2 separate regions of the Mus musculus genome follow, and region 2 is linked to region 1. Evidence: chromatin contacts called from public HiChIP or PLAC-seq data. All regions are on one chromosome and are shown on one strand. The core of a region is the stretch at or near the end of the contact, and the rest is flanking DNA. Distances in the headings are between cores, read along the strand shown.

What was found. HiChIP or PLAC-seq counts read pairs in DNA pulled down with a chosen protein or histone mark.
Region 2: a contact with region 1 is called in an HNF4G HiChIP or PLAC-seq map of pancreatic cancer cells. The contact joins two enhancer-like sites. A contact is called at or near these places in 1 of 484 Hi-C or Micro-C datasets (cardiomyocytes) and 1 of 115 datasets of contacts at active chromatin or transcription factors (pancreatic cancer cells).

What each region holds. Positions count from the first base shown.
Region 1 is chr4:8,953,136-8,955,835 of GRCm38.p6, forward strand. No RefSeq gene overlaps it. Among named protein-coding and RNA genes, the nearest start is that of Gm46842, 44 kb to the left of the region's middle. Within about 2 kb of position 1,291, at least 153 of the 459 cell types and tissues checked have an H3K27ac peak or open chromatin away from gene starts, as enhancers often do. A contact at or near this core is called in pancreatic cancer cells, where this site is marked.
Region 2 is chr4:9,673,180-9,675,879 of GRCm38.p6, forward strand. No RefSeq gene overlaps it. Among named protein-coding and RNA genes, the nearest start is that of Asph, 5.4 kb to the left of the region's middle. Within about 2 kb of position 1,347, at least 97 of the 459 cell types and tissues checked have an H3K27ac peak or open chromatin away from gene starts, as enhancers often do. A contact at or near this core is called in pancreatic cancer cells, where this site is marked.

The sequences.
Region 1 (2,700 bases), core at 41-2,540:
GCAGATGAAGTCCAAAGTAAGTGTGTATTATTGCCATGAGCAGAGCCATGGCCAATTTCTCAGTGCCTCAGGCAAGGCCTTCCCTGGGTCATTCTCAGAGGGATGGCAAGGCCTTCCTCTTGTGTGGAGTTGACACTGTGTGCATAAACTGTCACCCAGAGCTCCCTCCTCAGGGATGACTGCAACCTGAGACTGCTCTCCTACAGAGAGCTGCTAGCTAGTCTCCTCCAGGATTTCCGTGACCTCAGCTCTGTGTAATAAACTTGTGTTTCCAGGCTGCTGCTGGCGCTCCTCCATCGGAGCACGTGGCCCATACAACCCCAGCCTTTTTTGTATGCCAGTCATTTCCACATTCCCTGGTCACCTAAGTCATGCCAGTCCTACAGCAGATCGTGGTAGCGTATGTTGTTCCTTCCCGCCTTCTACTCTTCCTACCCTGTCTCTGTCTCCACAGCCACTTCAGTGGCTGGCAGGATGCAGAACTCCCAGTGGCCCCGAGGCGCTGTGTGCCTTGGCATCTGTTTAACTGTGACTGGGATACACAGCGTCTAGGCTGGGGGTCCTTGTGTGGTTCCAGTCGTCTTGATTCTTACCATATCTTTGGGCAAGCGATTTAACTTCTAAGAGGTTCTGTGCTGACCTGTGAAAATGGTTCACTGTGAAGTTACCTCACAGGCTGTTGGAGACAGCCTCCTGCACAGAGCCTCCAGCACCATGACTCTCACCCTCTATTCTTCGTTTCTGGAGATTCTAAGGGTGTCCTTCTTGTGCTGTCTGCCTTTGTACCTCGCTTCTTCCCATTCATGATACACACTAACTTCCTCTGTAATCCTTGCTGGTTGTCACCTACTGTGTGATCATGCCGCCAGTGTAGAGGCAGCTCAGTGTGTCCCATGACAGTCCTACCTCATAGCTTAAAAATGAGAGTTCTCAGGAAGAAAGGAAGGGAGGGAAGATGAAGCCTGAGGCAGAAGCAGAATGGAGCTAATCTGACTTGACCATGGAAAGGATGTTCCAATTGATCATGAAGGTGGTGGGACCCTGGCAGGCCGAAGCAGGATGGATCCCACTCTCGGAGGGCATTCTGTAGTTTCACAGACATTTGATTAGGGTCCCCTTCTGCTGATTGTTAAATGGATTTGTTTCCCTGTCACAGTTCTACCTTAAAGAATAGCAGAAGGCTAAGCTGCATTTCTGACCAGCAGCCCCACTGCTATCAGCACAGAACTATGAGGCCAGCCTGCCTGGTGCTGTGTTGGCTTAGAGCGCCCTTCTTTTAAGTGCTGGTATTTGTTTACCCAGAGTCCATTGCAAACCTGCACAGAGCAGCGAGTCCTCCTCCTGTGAGGAGCTCCTTCCTGCTGAGCTGGCTGACTCGGGACTTGGTGTGACGTGAGCTCAGGCAGAGATTTGGCTCCTCTTAAAGCATGGACAGGCTTCTGGAGTCCCAGGGCTCCCACTGCTCACAGCCAGAGGCAGAGCCCAGCTGTCTGCAACCCTCCGGGGACTCCAGTCTGTTTACTGAATGGTCATATGGTAATCTCTTCCAACTCATGAACGAGCTGCACCGTTCCCTCATCTGCAGACCAGTGACCTCACCCACCTAAAATGGAGCAAGTGTGACTCAGGAATGTAGCCAGCTAGACTCTCACTGGAGCCCAGGAGAAGCTGGGCGGGCTACTCACGGGCTCAGGGACTCGGCTGTACATTGTAATCAGTCCCTGAGCCTGGAGCAGCCCCCAGCCAAGGGGTGTGTTCTCTGTGGGGTGGAGCTGAGAGGTGCCTGTGTGGACACTCACACCTGCAAGTTGCTTGTCTCAGGTGGTGTGCATCACTTCTCATCCCTCAGAAGGGCCTCTGACTACAGGCTAGTGAAGCTGACCCCATGTCCTTAGCTAGTCACCCCCAAGATGATGACACCAGAAAGAGGATGGAGAAAACACCTTGCAGGGAGGTGAAAGGCATGTGATCTCATAACTGGAAGGTAGAAACATGACTAGGTATTGTTTTACTGTTTATCATTCCTTTTGAATTATATTTGCTTTCCCCTTCCAAAAATATTGCATGTGATGACTGGGAATATAAAATAAATTACCTTTGCTATAGGCTGCTGGGTTTATTAGCCTCTTTCAAGCTCTTGACAATGGAAAGGACAGTGTGACCTACAGTCGACTCCTTCCAAGGAGCTCTTGTTCTCTCCCCCCGCCCCCCTCTGTACAGGACCTCTGTTATTTGTGCATATAATGGCTTAACTCTTTGAGTTACCCAGAGCTCTTTATTCTTTCCCTAGTTTCTACTGAAATGTCAGTTATTTTTATTTTCTAGGGTTGGGGACTTGGCTCAGAAGCAGAGCATTTGGCTAGCTCGCTCAAGGTCTTGGCTTCCATTCCTAGTGTGGTGGAGAAAATCGAACAAACACATAAAGTAATTGAACTTTATCGAGGCATAACTAGCCATTAAATGCTGTGTCTATCTGTAGCATACAATGTGATGTCGTTCCCCCAGGCCCCCTTTTCTGTGCTTGTGGTTGAAACCATGGCTTCAAGAATACTGAGCAGGTATCCACTGTAAGTCACATTCGCAGCCACTCATCCCAGCTGAAAGTTTGCCCATGATTTACATTTCAGGCAGATGACCTATGTTATCCATGCTATGTACATTTGAAAGAGCAAACCTATGAGAAAACAAGGCCAGGGAGTA
Region 2 (2,700 bases), core at 97-2,596, 720 kb after region 1:
ATGTAGAGAATAATGTGGAGAAACTCAAGAATTTGATTTGTAAGATCATTTTACTCAAAATATACAGTTCCTGTAGATCTAGTAAGTCCCCTCTTCTCCCCTTCTCTCTCTCTCTCTCTCTCTCTCTCTCTCTCTCTCTCTCTCTCTCTTTCTCTCTCTCTCTCTCCCTCTCTCTCTCTCTCTCCGTCTCTCTCTCTCCCTGTGTGTGCATGTGCGTGTGTATGTGTAGTATGTATGTTCATGAAAACACCATCCTCTGAGACAGGCCTCATATGCAGAAGGGAGTATCCTGAAACTAGCATCAGTGATCTTCCACTTTCACAAAGTCTAACTGTATAAAGAAGCTGAATTTCCCTTACAATTAAGACTGTTATTGCAGTCGACCTGAATCCTTCATAAGTTACATGGAATTCATATTAGCTCACCTCAGCCTTTTTGTTTTGCAACAACATTATGCTAACTTAAATCTATTCTGAAAGTTCATGAGCACATGACAAACTGTTGAGCCTGTACCAAAACAAAATTCTAGGGAACAGTGCCAAAGGTCCTGGCAGTGTGAAACTAACAGGGAACATCAGCAGTCCCCCACAAGATAAAAAGATTTCATTACTCTAAAGATATCTATTAATATACATGAAACACCACTTATTTTCACTTTAGGGAGTACATCATTATAAATTTTATATTGTAAATATGAGGTAGTATTTCTGAATATTTTTGTTCTTCATGGAATTGTTCTAGTGCTTTTCATTTTTCTCTCAGCAGATTTTCTGGAGTTAGAGATAGTTATAGCCTAGATGATCCCCAAAGCTGCCTCTGCTGGGGCCAAGAGCACATTAATCTGTGAAACTTCAGTAGAAATAGTCTCTGAGCAGCTGCCTCACAAATAATAGAAGGTGATGGGTATTTCCCCCTCTGTTTCTCTAAGTAGTCGCATTGCACTTAATTTTTCTAGCTATAAAACAAACAAACCAAAAAAATGAGAAACGCAGTTACAGAAACATATGCATGTAAAAGCAGTTGTATAAGAGTCTTTGTATAGGTGCATCCAAAGAGATTTTTTAAACACCATTTTCTTCCAAAAGTTTGAGAAAATTGAAATGAAAAATAGCTTAAGATGGCCCTTAGGCCTAACTAAAGGCAATCTAGGTTACAAACAGTAATGAAGACATGCTAGAGTCTAACCACAGCCCACGAGGGAGGCCGGTTGCCGTGTTTACTGAGCTGTGGTTAAGGCATTGTCCAGAACACAGCACAGCTGGCAGCAATGGCTCTATGCTGTGCCCTTTGTATTTACCTTCTTTCTGGCTGAGGATAGCTTTCCCCAGGGCCCAGGGCCCAGGGCCCAGGGCCCAGGGCCACACTTCCTTTCCCTTGTTAGTTCAAGCTGTGCAGTATCTCCCAAGCTGAACTCTCTATCCATGCTGAGCCATCTATGTAAAGGTTAAAAGCATTGACCACGAAACACAGTGAAGCTGACATGAGAGCTGACATTTGACATTGACCTCATAGAATAAAATATCATTCGACAGAAAATGTCTTTGCAAAACAGCTCTCAAGTTGAGAGCTTGCATAAGCACTGCTGACATAACTCACTGATCCATTCCTGAACTGTGGGCAGCCACAAATAAGCTGTAATGAGAAATTAAAAGGCAAGCATGGGCAGAGAATGAAACCAGTGTGTAGCAACCACTCAAGACCTAGAGGAGCCTCTGAGAACAAGCTGTATTCAAGGAATTCCTACTGAAAATGGGAGATCTGACTCTTTATAAACACATACACTGCCAACTCTTTGCAGTCAGAGTGAGTGCCTCACAGCAGTGCTGCTGTTCCCAATCAGACCAGCGCAGAGCAAAGAAGATAATCTATGACTGGCATAAACTTAACACAGACTAGGGAGTAAAAGGCTTATCTGGGCTAAGTGTTTGCCTGGTAGTTGTTCTGTTATTGTTCTTTCCTGTTAACTCTTTCAAATTAGAAAATTAGTCCAACATTGAACTCTATTATTTAGAGTTGGTTGGGGATATGTGTTCGTATTGGGAGCTTGGTAAATGTCACATAAGTTATTGTATACTGACAGTTCATGTTTCATTCCCAGGAGAGCTGTCCAGTGGGAAACTAAAAGATGCTGGACTGTATCTTCAGTGTGAGGTCAAGTCTCATGATAAACACTTCTCAGGAGTAGAGACTATAAGCTACAATGTTTCCTGATTGTGCTTCCTTGAGCACATGTGTATTAGAAGTCTCAACAGCACGGGTGACATGTGATTCACACGGTCATCACCAAGTGCCAATGCTTCAGGCTTCTATTACCTTTGCCTCAAAACCTCCAGGATAACTGCCTGGATGACTCATGCCTCTTTCCTCTGCTACTTTCTAGTGGTTTCTCCTTCTTAACTAGTCCTGCATATAGCCTGTATTTGCATTCTGGCACATACAGGGAACACAAGGAAAAGGGACTCAGAGCACAGTGCTCCCCACTCCACTGAAGCCCCTCATGTTTTTTACCCCTTTCCTCTGCCCTGTCGTCAGTGCACTGGGAGCTAAAGGGCTTGTCTTGGTTGATCTGGTAAGCAGGTTAGAGGTTCTGTAATTTTTCTTTCAGCTAACAGGAAGCCTCTTTGATCCTACAGCCACCCCCAGAACTCACTGTCAAGGTGTAGAGTGCTGGGTTGGAAAGACCTGAGGCTCAGCATGACT